Linked DNA regions of Sus scrofa: regions 1 and 3 are each linked to region 2. Evidence: chromatin contacts called from public HiChIP or PLAC-seq data. All regions are on one chromosome and are shown on one strand. The core of a region is the stretch at or near the end of the contact, and the rest is flanking DNA. Distances in the headings are between cores, read along the strand shown. Region 1 overlaps SYNJ2 (synaptojanin-2). Region 2 overlaps LOC106506439 (a long non-coding RNA gene). Region 3 overlaps SNX9 (sorting nexin-9).

Evidence for each region. HiChIP or PLAC-seq counts read pairs in DNA pulled down with a chosen protein or histone mark.
Region 1: a contact with region 2 is called in an H3K27ac HiChIP or PLAC-seq map of skeletal muscle, with 3 times the contacts expected there. The contact joins two enhancer-like sites. A contact is called at or near these places in 10 of 47 Hi-C or Micro-C datasets (embryonic fibroblasts, fetal heart ventricle, fetal liver and 5 more) and 1 of 2 datasets of contacts at active chromatin or transcription factors (skeletal muscle).
Region 3: an H3K27ac HiChIP or PLAC-seq map of alveolar macrophages shows a contact between it and region 2. The contact joins two enhancer-like sites. A contact is called at or near these places in 2 of 47 Hi-C or Micro-C datasets (embryonic fibroblasts and liver) and 1 of 2 datasets of contacts at active chromatin or transcription factors (alveolar macrophages).

What each region holds. Positions count from the first base shown.
Region 1 is chr1:9,047,469-9,051,938 of Sscrofa11.1, forward strand. It overlaps SYNJ2 (synaptojanin-2), which reads right to left. Exons shown (of 28, transcript XM_021086423.1): 7 at 3,034-3,130; 8 at 338-510. Among named protein-coding and RNA genes, the nearest start is that of SYNJ2, 59 kb to the right of the region's middle. Within about 2 kb of position 1,368, at least 43 of the 83 cell types and tissues checked have an H3K27ac peak or open chromatin away from gene starts, as enhancers often do. A contact at or near this core is called in retroperitoneal adipose tissue and skeletal muscle, where this site is marked.
Region 2 is chr1:9,292,150-9,296,350 of Sscrofa11.1, forward strand. LOC106506439 (a long non-coding RNA gene) reads right to left here. Exons shown (of 5, transcript XR_002342376.1): 4 at 2,909-3,049. Among named protein-coding and RNA genes, the nearest start is that of SNX9, 55 kb to the left of the region's middle. Within about 2 kb of position 2,347, at least 8 of the 83 cell types and tissues checked have an H3K27ac peak or open chromatin away from gene starts, as enhancers often do. A contact at or near this core is called in alveolar macrophages, retroperitoneal adipose tissue and skeletal muscle, where this site is marked.
Region 3 is chr1:9,148,876-9,153,469 of Sscrofa11.1, forward strand. SNX9 (sorting nexin-9) reads right to left here. Exons shown (of 18, transcript XM_003353171.4): 10 at 4,256-4,386; 11 at 1,730-1,833; 12 at 1-69. Among named protein-coding and RNA genes, the nearest start is that of SYNJ2, 42 kb to the left of the region's middle. Within about 2 kb of position 1,691, at least 24 of the 83 cell types and tissues checked have an H3K27ac peak or open chromatin away from gene starts, as enhancers often do. A contact at or near this core is called in alveolar macrophages, where this site is marked.

The DNA.
Region 1 (4,470 bases), core at 118-2,617, 250 kb before region 2:
CCCTCGGAACAGAGAAATCCACATCTGTTTCCTTGGTCACCTGGGTTTGTGCCAGCTGTGTCCCCTCTCCCTCTTCCCGGTTTTCTCACAGTGTGCATGATAAGTTATGCGGTCCCAAGGCCGCACCGTTTCACCGAGGCCCCTGCATTACTATGTGTATTTTGCCTGAAAACCATGACTTATCATCAACTCCCAACATTGACAAGCACGCCGCACGGCAGGAAGGGAGAGGAGAAGCTGGAGCCCGACGGGCTGACATCGCGGAGCCCGGAGCCCCGGAGCCGCGAGGGCGGGCACGCGCTCCCCCAGCGGGAGGACCAGACGCAGCGAGACTCACCGTGGACTTACATTCTCGCCCGTGGTGAACACATCAAAGTCATCCCAGTGCAGCTTCAACTGGGGCCTCAGCAGGTTCTCCAATTTCTCTAGCTTCCCGCCTTTAGCAAACTGATGCAAGTCAAAGTTTATCATAGGTGTGTCGCCGGCGTGGCAGGAAGCCCAGAGCAGCTTCTGGAAGGGGAAGGGAGAGGGTGGCAGGACACCTGAGTGCGGACCGTGCCGTGTGACAGAGCACGGGGGAGAGCTGGAAGGCCTTCGGTGGACCCACTGACCAGCCCTGACCCGGAAAGGGCAGCGCAGAACAAAGACCCTGGGGACAAAACCACAAACAGTGTCCTGCCTGCAGGAGGGAAGAGGGTCCACGCTGGACAGGACGGTCAGAGCAGGCGTGGCTCCCCGGGGGCGCCCAGGGCCCCGCACCGACATCACCTCCCTCGGGGCTCTACCGAGGGTGCTGACGGGGAAGGACTGCTCTGTTCTGCAGGCACCTGAGGGCCATGGGCGCTCCAGGTACAGGGCAGTGCCCCAGGCTGCGGAGCTCATAATCCAGCTCCCGTTGCCCTAGTGACCAGCCAAGCCTCCGGGAGGGTGTGCTCAGGAGCAGCCAAGGCCCCCAGCCAGCACACCTCCAGGCCACCCCATGAGGGGAGGTGCCGCCCAATGGAGCTCCAGGGTCGGGGAGATGGGGCTCAGGGCCAGCAGCCCTGCCCCCCGCCTGGGCCCAGGTCCAGCCTGGGAGCTGGAGCAAAGGCCGAGCCAGAGATGGAGAAACATGGCAGGTGGATTCCAGGCAGGCGAGGCGTCCTGGCAGAGGTCTCCCTTCCACCCAGAGCACCTCAGCCAGCAAGCCCTCAGCACTCTGACCAGGCGGCCCCCATGGCAAAGGACGAACCCCGCTTTCCCAGGGCACCTGCCCTCGGCCGCCCACCAGATCCTCCTGCGTGGCTTCAGGTCAGGCTTGTCCAGCATTGCCAGCCAGGGTCACTGACTAGAAGGGCTCTGGGCCATCTGGTTCCTGTGACTCCCCAGGCACCAGACTGCAGATCAACACGCAGCCGCCGTCATCAGGAAGGTCTCGCTGTGTGGAAGAGTCAGCCCAGCTGAAGCATGCGCTTGGTGGCTTCATATTCTGGAGCAAATACCTGGTCTCTGTGGTCAGAGGCTGGCTGCTGGTGCATGGACCTCGGTGGGCACGTCAGTGTGGCAGAGCTGACAGGATGAGGGAGCTCCCTTCGGGGGACACCCCAGTCAGGACCACGACCCAGGTCTTTCCAGGTAGCATCTGCTTCTTACCTCCTACCTGCCCAGGAGCCTGCCCTCCCCCACTGGGCCACAGGCCTGCTGCCATCACCACCTTTCCTGCCCAGAGGTCCACCAGCTGATGGGGAGATGCTGAGGACACCTCCCCAAAATCAAGGCACAAAGGGGAAAAAAATCCTTGAGGGTTTTTTTTTTTTCCCTTTCTTTTTCTTCCTTAAAATAAGCTGCCAACACTGCTGCCAAGATGGGTGGGAGGGGAGAGACTTTTCAAGCTTGTTGCCAATAGCAACAAACCAAACAGGAAAAGCAGGTCTGGCCAAATGAAACTGGCCACCAGAACGTCTCTGAAAGCACGTGGCTTTCCTCCGCAGAGGGAAATGAGCACCAGCTGGACTCAGCTTCCCCGGGCCAGGAGCCAGGACTCCCCAGGAGTGAAGTCTGACTTCACATTCTCTCCACGAGGGGCCCCCTTGAGCTCTCAACAACCACAGGGCTTTTTTTCCCATCCAGCGGTGGCTTTGAGCAGCTGGAAAAGAGCTGTGGAGCCCACGGCCACAGCTCATTCTGCAGCTTTGTCCACAGTGGGCTGAAAACACACGGAAGCAGTGGGGACTCGGAGATGCGGGCAAGGTGGGCCTTGCTCTTACTGCTTCCTCCCCCGACGTGTGTCGGGAAGCCTCGGGGGGCCCACAGAGCACTGGGCACAGGAAGCAGCTTTCCAGGGCAGCCCAAACAAGAATGGAATATTTGAAGACGCCAAGTCAGCAGGAGGAAATCATGGAAGATGGCTCACTTTAAACCCAGCAGGGACTCTGAAGAGCCACTCAGGCACCAGTGCCCTGTGGGTGTCGGTACGAACCTGCCAGGAGCCGCTGGTCAGCAGCTGAGCCAGACCAGCAAGGAAGGAGGCAACTCCAAGTCCCTGAGCAGGTCAAGGGTGAAGCCCAAACATACGTGTGCACATGCACGCACACACGCGTGCATCTAAGAGAGCCAGGGACAGGCCCCGCCGTCCAGAGTCCTCAATGCCCCATGGGGAGCGCTGGAACAAAAACATGCTATAAAATTGGGTTATGATGATCATCGTACAAGTCCAAATGTAATAAAGTTCATTGAGTAATTTAAAAACTTAACACTAAAAACGAAAAGAACATTCGTCCAGAAAAAAACCCAAAAAACAACCAAAAAAACACACCTGGAGATGGGAGATGCTTTGTTTTCATTTTGAGCAAATTCCCCAGCCACCGCCCCCCAAAATTAAACTTTATTCATCAAGAGCCCCCATCATCTAAAGCTGAAGCTCTGATAGAAAAACCTCCACAAGCAGGAGGAACGCAATGCTGCGGTTTCCAGCCCCCGAGGAAGCCCGCCCAGAGCAGGGGCCCCTTGGCTCCCTCGCCTGCCCCCTCCCCGGGTCAAGGGGAAGCCACGTACCTTGAAGGCTCTGTTGAGCACCTCTTCTCCGCCTCTGCTGCCCAGCAGGTTCACTACCACTTGCTTCCCATACTGCTCCTTGAGAAACACCATGTGCCTGCAACAGAGACGGGCAGCCCGTGAGGCCACGTCCCCAGGACACGCACTGATGGCCCTGCTCTCCAGGGGACCTGCGGCCACTAGAGGTCCAGGACAAGCGGTCCCCTCGAAAGGCACCAGCCAAGAGTAACAGCACTTCAGACTTCTAAACATTCAGGGTGTCAGGCAGGGGATAGGCCGGATTTTTATAAAGTCTCCCATTTATAAGTCCCACATATAAATTACAAAAATAATTTATAATTTTTATTAAGTCCCCCATTGAATTCAGAAGAGCCAACCTGATGAATGCGATGGACACTCCCCGAAGTTAATCTAGTTTATGTGGTACCTTCTCAAAACCAGAAAAACTGGTAGGAAAGCCACCAACCTCAGTGTCCAATTTTTCATCTAAATGCTGCATTTCATGATGTTTAACCTCAACAAGAAGGTATAACAAAACTTCCTTCTTAGGAAAATTCTCTGTATACCAGAGACTACTATTCATGTATATTTTATTTATAATTTTTATTATTTTTAAAAAATTGAGGTATAGTTGATTTACAATGATTCAGGTGCACAAAGTGATTCAGTTATGTGTATATATCTTATATATACATATATAGATATACATGCAGATTTTTTTCAGATTCTTTTCCATTATGGGTTATTACAAGATATTGAATATAATTCCCTGTGTTATACAGAAGGTCTTTGTTGTTTATTTTACATATAGCAGTGTGCACCTGTAATCTCAATTCCCAATTTATTCCCCCTCCATCCAGAGACTATTTTTATTTTATTTTGCATGTTTGGCTACGTCCACGGCATGCAGACATTCCCAGGCCAGGGATCGAACCCGAGCCACAACAGTGACAGTGCTGAATCCTTAACCCCTAGGCCATCGGGGGACCCCTGGAGACTATTTTTGGAATACTCATATTGAAACAGTATAGAGAGACTCTAATATTTACCTTTTATCACCAGCTTTTGAAAAGTAACTTTATAATTTTAATAATGTAGAAATATTTAAATGTAGTTTTAAAAAATAGGGAAAAGACACGCAAAAAGCAGATGTAAAATTAATTTAATTGTGCGATCTTTATACTTAAGACAGGAAAAAAGACAAAGATAATACTCAACAATATTAAAAGTGGTAGAGTTTTATGTGATTTAAAATTCTTTTTGGAGTTCCCGTCATGGCTCGGCGGTTAAGGAACCCGACTGGTATCCATGAGGATGCGGGTTCTGTCCCTGGCCTTGCTCAGTGGGTTAAGGATCCGGCGTCGCCATGAGCTGTGATGTAGGTCACACATGCGGCTCGGATCAGGCGTTGCTGTGGCTGTGGTGTAGGCTGGCAGC
Region 2 (4,201 bases), core at 1,097-3,596:
TTAGGATAATTTATTCAACTTTCAGGTTTATATAACTTCCTTCTAAAAAATGGCTATGTTTAACACCCACTTGCAGAATTCCTGAAGGCTTGACAATTGATTCTCTCGGGCCAGCTTGGGGCCAGCCCCCCGTCCCCCCATCACTGCCGAGCGTGTCTCTCAGGCCCCACCCTCCGTGGCTTCAGCTGTACTTCATCCACGCTGCCAGCCATCTGCAGGAGCTGGGTGCCCACTGGCCAGGGCCAGGTGACTTCTGCCCTCCTGGTGGCTAAACTCAGTGCCTAAACTCAGATTTTATTCTGCCTGGCCCTCCAGGGGCCGGGGTCCCCCCTCCACCTTGAAACTCTCCAACACCAGTCTTCCTTGCCATTCTTTTTCTTTCTTTCTTTTTTTTTTTTTTTGCTTTTTAGGGCCACACTCACAGTATATGCAGGTTCCCAGGCATGGCAATGCCAGATCCTTAGCCACTGAGCAAGGCCAGGGATTGAACCTGCATCCCCATGGATGCTAGTCAAATTCATTAACCGCTGCGTCACAACGGGAACTCCTCTTCCTTGCCATTATTTTTAAACCTCTACAGAGGGCTCCTGTTCCTCCACCAGCCCTTTAATGTTGATGGGTCTCAGCCTCTGACAATGACTCCATCTGGTCCCCGTTCTCCTTATTCTGAATGTGATGTGGTTACTTCCCACATGGTGCCTTAGGCCAGGACTCATTTGAACCCCAGTCTCAACTGTCTGCAGCACATCTGACCATCTCATAAGCATCTCATACTCAACACGTACCATCATGCCACCTCCTTCCTTATGTCTTTGCATTTCTTACCCAGGCATTCGTGCCATCATTCATCTCATAAATATTTATTAGGCACCGACGATATGCAAGTCACCGTGCCACGTGCTGAATAAGCCACTGTCCTCGTGGAACTTGTTCACGGGAAATGATGTCATCTTCCACCCAGTGACCTAGGCCAGAACCCCGGAGTCATCTCTGACTCCAGCCTATCCCACGTGACTTACGATCATTTGGTCAGTAAATCTGACCCCTTCTACTTCCTAAAAAAGTCTGGAACCCTCCCTTCCTCCTTGTGCACCCCCACCACAGCTGTCTTCACAGATCCTAGAATTTCTCTCCTGGATTATGCAGAAAGCCCCCCACGGGTCTTGCCATCCAGAGACTTGCTGCATTCGAATCCATTCTCCGTAAGACTGACACGACAAGTCTGAAATTACATTTATGATATTGCTATTTTCCATATAAAATTCTCCCAAACACCCTCTTAGCTTTCAGAACAAAACCTACGCTCCTTGCAATGGTGCAAAGTCCTTCTGGGTGACCCAGGCCCTGTCCACCCCTTAGTCTGCTTGTCCCCATTCCTCTCAGGATCTGTGCTCCAGCTACAGGGACCTTTCTCAGGCCATCCCCTTGGCCTGGAATCCCTCCACCCACCCGCCCACCTCATCCCCATTCCTGCTCCTCCTACTCATCCTTCAAAACTTGTTCCGAGGCAGGTGTGCCACTGTGGTGGTGCCATAGGGCTGCTCCTGTCACCTCCTCCTGGAGGTGTTCACTGGCCCTCCCAGGCTGTATGTGGGGACTCTTTGCTCTGTCAAGGCTGCGTATGCAGTCATCATCTGTTAGTCTCTGTGCTCCTTTGAAAAGAGGCTCGTACAGGAGGGACCGTGTCTCTGAATCCCTGACCACGAGGAGGGTGCCAGGCTGCAGGAAGGGGTCCACAAACTCCTGTTGAATGCCTGAGTCAGTGGGGACTCGGTGAAGTGGCCAAGGGCGCAGGGCCTGCCCCTCCCGTGCAGCGCGGTTGAAGCATGTGGCGCCACCTTGTAGCTACTTCTGGAGTGTGAGGCTCCAGAGAGAAAAGGGATTGCCAAGCACCGGCGGGCACATACGTAACAAGGCATAGGTAACAAGTGGCAACTGTTACAATGACTATTTTTAGATTAAGTCGCTTCTATGTTTTACAGTTCATGTTTCTGGACTTCTTCCATCAATTTATTATCATCTTAATCTTCCTGATTTTTACTAAAGAAGTGGCACAATCATGAAGTTATAGGTATTTTTAACTGCTGGCTCTTGGGGATGGGGTTGGATCCTGTTGGGTGGGGCTTGGGTGTAAAAGATCCACTGCTGTTCCAAGGCTGAGTGTGGTGATGTGTGAGGTTATGCAGCACGCGCGCGTGTACACACACACACACACACACACACACGCTAAGTTTCCAGGGAAAGGCTGTCAAACCACCTGAATTAATGGCTCTTCCCAAGCTTTAGGTTGGAGACTGGCCTCATTTGCATATTGGCCCCACTTCCTTCACCGCTAAGATGCTCATCTTCGTTGCCAGCGCCCTCTGCTGGCCGCAGCCAGACCGCCCCGATGTATTTGACTATGTTGCCCCCTATGGATCAGGCTCAAGTTTCAATAAATATTTCCTCACTGGCTGGGGTATCTCCTACCTGTGCGCTGTTAGAACCTGCAGGGGTACCAAAGCAGCTCCTATCCTGAAGATATGATGGCCACGTTCAAGGAGCTAGAAACTTTGATAAGCTTGGCAAACTATACATCTGGACCCCAAACCAAAAGAACTCTATGCATGCAATGACATAGGGGTTATGGTACCTGCACAGAGATTGCATGGATCACACAAGGGACTGTGTTTATGTACAACTTTGCCATTTACAGAGAACTGCATCATATATTTCCTCATTTAACGGTGTCAACCACACTAGTGAGGATGGTATTGATAAAATATAACAGACCGACACGCTGGCCTCAGATGTGAATACCGACAATTGTCTTGTCAGTCAGCTGATGTTATTATGTCTTGTCGCAAAGATCACACATGAAACAAAGTCTAGTTTCAGAGGGAAAAAAAATCCCATGAGTCTGACTCACCAGCATCATTGTTTTGTAGCACCTGAGCTTTCTCCCCCCGCCTCACCAGGAACATCTGAGAAGATCAGTGTGAGACAGACAGATGCCATGACGAGAGGCTTCTTGTGGGGAATTTTCCATTTCTGTCTTGCAGCCAAGATCCTAGAAATTATGAAAGGGCATTTTCAGGATGAAAAGCATTTAGCTTTGTTTCTGCATAGGAGTGGAAAATCAAAATCATTCTGAAGGGGTGCGGTTTTTTGAAAGATGCAAGACAAATGTTTTCAAGCAAGTGCTTTTAAATGCCTCACATTCAAGCTTAAATCACAGTGGCTTTTGTCACACTATCATCTACTGGAGTGAGTTAAATCAAATAGTGTGAAAGGGTCTTTTTCTTCCTTTAATCTTTGACAAAAAAGGGCAAACTCCAAAATTATGCCAGTCTATCAGTAGTCTCCATTGCCGCACCCCTTCAAAGAGAAATTGCCACAAACTCTTGAGCTGGTGTTTTTCTATCCCAGATGCACTCTCTTCCCCATCAGAAATGACTAACACTCAGGAATATGGTTCCAAGAGAGGCCACTAGGAAAGAGAGACAACAGAGGGAGAGAATTTCTCCCTGGAGATTGTGAAATACTTTTTCAGGAGGGAGACCATGCTTCTGAAGATCCCCCAGCTTCTTCTTGCATCCTGAGGGCCAGGGCTGGGTCACACATCTATTTCATGTCTATTGCTAAATGACCCAGTGGGGAAATGGGGTACCTACGGTAAGTGGCGTGGATGATTCTCTGGGGGTAGAATGGATATTGGAGAGTCGAGCACCCTTTGGGATACTGTGTCTGGCAACGCTGGTAGCCAGACCAGATGTTCTTTGTTCTTAGGCAGATCAGAGGGCTTTCTGCTTCCCACTTGAAGGTCTTCGGAGATTCAGTGAAAGCATAAAAAGAGCTGTGATTACATTTATGCTCCAAATCGGAAGAGCAGGACATCCCTGTTATGTGCTGTGGACAATTTACGGTCTCATGGGCAACATCTTCAATGCCAGGAGCCCTCTTGACAACAAGCAGGAGCAGGATGCTTGTCAGGTCTCTCCCCACGACAGGGCACGTGGGAAGCCCCTGGGAGTGATAATGACATTGCCTGAATAACTTCAACCCAGATTGCAGTTTACTTTTAGCCAAAACCAAAGTCCTCTGATGTGGGATCAGGAGAACATTATAAGTAAAATGAATCCTGTGACCTTACTATCCCAAGGGCAGCCACCGAACGCAGGGCAATCTGAGCTTGTTTTCTTCAGGATCCATCTGCCTTGTG
Region 3 (4,594 bases), core at 441-2,940, 140 kb before region 2:
GTCAGCAGCTCCTTGACGCCGTCATCCATGGCCTTGGTGAACTTGCCAACAGCCTCGCACTTCTGTTCTCTGCGGGGCAAAAACACAAGGGGTGTGTCCTTGACTCTCAAACGTCCACACGGCTTAAGGGTAGGGGAGAGAAGTGCACGTGGTCGGTCGGGGGAGCTCAAGGCCAACGCAAGCACAGGGGCCTGTTTCCTGCATTCTCACAACCGCCCCTGAACTAAATTAGTCTTAAAATCAGGCTTGATTCAGGTTTTAAAGATTTACGACAAAGTGTGCCATTTCTATTTTAACGCTGCTTCCTTTCCCCCGATTCCTTGTATATTTTAACTAAAATTATTCTAACGTAAATAAAATCTTCATTTCTGGACTATCTTCCTTGGTGAAATCCAATCTCTGGGGGCACTGGAATCTACAAAAATGCGGTGTGGGTGCTAACAGGAGTCGTTCAATCATTCCAACAAGTACCTGAATGAATCAAAAGAAGAGCCTAGATGCACAGCATCCAAGTGACACGGAGCACAACCAGCTCCTCGAGGACGCAACAAGCTTTTACTGACTTGGAAAGAACGTCACAACATAATTTTAAATGAAGAGAGCAGATTATAAAAGCAAACATGGCAGCACAGACGGACCCAGAGACGAGCACAGTAAGTGAAGTCAGAGAGCGAAAGACAAACATCATGTGGCATCGCTTACATGTGGAGTCCAAAAAAAGGACACAATGAACCTTCTTTGTAGAACAGAATCAGACTCACAGACCTTGAAGACACACTTACGGTGACCACAGGGGACGGGTGAAGGGGGAGGGACTGGGGGTTGGGACTGGCATGTGCACACCGAGGCCTGTGCAATGACTCGCCGACGGGGCCTGCTGTCCAGCACAGGGAACTCCGCCCGGTATTATCTATGTGGGTAAAGAATCTGAAAGAGGATGGCTGTGTGGACATGTGCAACTGAATCGCTTTGTCGTACAGCAGAAATGATCACAACCTTGTAAACCAGCTCGACTTCCATACAACTTTATAAAAAAAAAAGCAAATGCATAATGTGAGGTCACTTGCGGTTAAACAAACAATTTTTCCTTTAGATGCCTGTGCACAGAGAAGGGTTTGGAAGACCACTGACCTAGGTCAACATACTAACACTGATTTTCTCTCTGGGTAGTTGGAAGACTTATTTGGTAACAAATAAGCAATGATTTTATGTTAAGAAAAAAGCTACTTAAAATTAAAAAAAAAAAAACCGCAGCCAAGATTTCTTATTAGTCTTCATATAGAAAAAGAACTCCAGTTCTTTGACCAAGCCTGTGTTAAAAAGATTACAAGATTAAAAACACCAAACAAAACAGAAAAAGCAGGTTTGGGACTGTTCCCTTCAAGGCAATGTTCAAAGAGATTTTTGCCTTGTGGACTATTACGTGGGTGTCGGCTGGCTCTGCGCCACCCTGTTTCATCATACTTTACTGGAAATAACTACTAACCACTCGGTCAACGAGGAAATCACTGACTTCAAGGTAAAGAGGAAGCAGACTTTAAAGGGTGTTAGGGTTAGAAAGACAGTGTTTCATGGACGAGGCTGTCCATGCCATCCGGCTACAAACCCCACTCGTTTCACACACTGCTCCGACGATCCCACTTCCAGCTGCGGTCGGCCTGGCCGAGACCCACAAGCCAAGGAGGCGGACACCGCGTGAGAAGGAGGAAAGTCTGGCAGTGTTGCTTACATCTCCACTAAGTCCAGGTCAGGCGCCTCTGGTTCCATGGTGGAAAATACCATCACTCCCACCAGCTCATCTTTTTCAGCCTTCCTCTTCCCAGTTTTCCACTCCTGTAAACAGGAACATTACAACATCACAGGGGAGAGCAGAGCCAAGCGGGTCTTTCAAAATTCCCTGAGAGAACTGGCTCTCCGATCATCTCTAGCCTCCTAATTTTCAGGAAGCAGCTCCACGCCACCTCCCTCTGCACGTGGGCCAAATGCCCATACCTCTCAACGTCACTTTGTATTCCAACAGTGCCACTGCACACAACGGTCCTGGGGGGCCCAGGTCATTTTATTTTTCTAATTGTTTGTCTTTTTAGGGCTGCACCTGTGGCACATGGAAGTTCCCAGGCTAGGGGGTGAATCGAAGCTGTAACCGATGGCCTACACCACAGCCACAGCAACACAGGATCCAAGCCTCCATCCTACTTTTTTCTTGCTCATTTCAACGGAAATCTGACATATCACTTCACCTGTAAATGCTTCGTTACATCTTTAAGAGATAAGGCCACGTCTTAAACACGTAACTACAACACCAATATCAAACCTAGCAAAATCGACAGACTCTGGTGAGGCAGAGACCATGTTTCACTTCTCCCAGCGATTCCATCCCACGGGAAGAGCACCGCTGGCTGAAAGGACTGTCCTTCCCTCACTATACGCAGTACCACCTTTGTCAGAAATCAAGTGCCCATTCCATTCTGTTCTACTGGTCTGCTTTTCAAGGAATTTTAGCTTTACAATAAGCTTTTTTTTTTTTTTTCTTTCTCTTTAGGGCCGCACTCACGGTACACGGAGGTTCCTAGGCTAGGGGGTCTCATTGGAACCACAGCTGCCCGCCTACACCACAGTCACAGCAACACCAGATTTGAGCTGCGTCTGTGACTTATACCACAGCTCATGGCAATGCTGGATCCTTAACCCACTGATGGAGGCCAGGGATCGAACCTGCAACCGCATGGCTCCTAGTCGGATTCGTTTCTGCTGTGCCACGACGGGAACTTCCTGTAATAAGTCTTAATATCCAATAAAGTTCTCTTCCCACTTAATCCTTTTTAAAAAGAATTTTCTACTGATGATGTTTTTTCAGTTCTTTAATCCATGAAAAATAACTGCAATACTTATTTAGGTCTTTTATTTCTCTTGAAAATGTTTCATAGTTTTGTTGTTTTTGGCCAAATCCATGGCATATGGAAGTTTGTGGGCCAGGGATCGAATCTGAGCCACAGCTGTGACCTATGCCACAGCTGTGGCAACGCTGGACTCTTAGCCCACTGCACTGGGTGGGGAATTGAACCTGCACTGCCGCAGAGACAACCCTGGATCCTTAACCTGCTGCATCACAATGGGAACTCCCTCACAGGGTAGATCTTTCACACTTTATAGGGAAGATTCTTTGGGATTTTCTATATCCATCGCTATGAGCTATTATTGCCCAAAGAAGGAGTATTTTTAAAAGCAGCTTTCTAGTTTTACACTGCCAGTTAGCAGGCAAGGAAACTGTGGCCGAAAGAAATTAAATACTTTGATCAGGTCACAGACATAGTTGGCAACAGAGCCAAGACCAAAACCAAGTGCCCTGGCCCCAAGTTCTTTCTTTTTTCATTTATATTAAAAACACCAAAAAGGCTTATTAGATTTATTATTTTTGACAGTAATATCCTGCATCAAACAAAACCTTCAGAAGTGCTTCCTAAATCGCACCCTTGACAAATCCGTCAAGTAAGCCCTCGTTACAGCCCTGTGGCTAAGCAGGAAGGCACAAACTCAGAGAAGGTTCCATGTCGTTTTTGTAAATATGAAGCCTTTTCACATGTACTACTCACCACGAAATGCAAAAAGACCAGAAATATGTGAGTGGAATGAGCTCTAACCCTGAGATCACACTAGGTGCTACCAAACAAATCACACACATGGGAGACTAAAGTGACGCTCGGCTCCTTCCAAGACAGATACGAACAGCAGGAAGACCAGCAGCCAGCTTCTTCCTGATTTTCAAAAAAGAAGAGATGATGCTGGCAGGATGACTGCCCACGGGGCAGGCAGAGACAGACCAGTGTTTACTCTGGGCTCACAACAATAGTTCTGGAAAAACAATGTGGCTTTGAGAAAGCTGGTGCAATTCTGAATCTCCTTTTCCTTTCGAACGCTGTTTACTCTGCAAGGTCAAAATGTGATGCTAAGAGATCATTCGCCCACTTCCCTACCTTCACACTGAGAATGTCTGGCATGGTCTGGGGTCTGCGTTATTTTTCACAGCATCCAGGAAAAAGCCCCTTATCCTATCATATCCTTCACACTGGGCCAAGCCACTCCCGGTTTATGGGAAACCATCCTGGCAGTTCCTCTCACACAGGCCGTGACTGACTTCCTATTACTTAGAAATAATCAACTAGCCAACATGATTTCACCCCTTTCAGACTCAAAACTGGGGGTGAACGTGACAATTCTTAATATTCTCCGAGATCACCATAATAAGTCGTCCTACCTTTTCATCTCGGAAATTTAGAAACTGCTGGAAAACCTCACTTTCTGAGATTACTGGATGGCGACACATCCTGGACATCCATGCCTGAAGTCTCTCCATGCGCATTTTGATAAATTCTTCTTCAAAGCGACCTGCAAGAGAAACGCAGACACTGACGTGCAACCTTGTCTCAGATGAGTCACCGTCACACAAACGAAACGCTGTTACAGAGCCACTGGTTACTCGGTAGCAAGTTATTTACTAGAAGGTAAACCAAGGTCATTTTTTTCACTAACCTAAAAACAAGCAACAGTGAATGTTATCTGACAGAGGACATGCTTCCAGAATAAAGAATCTTGT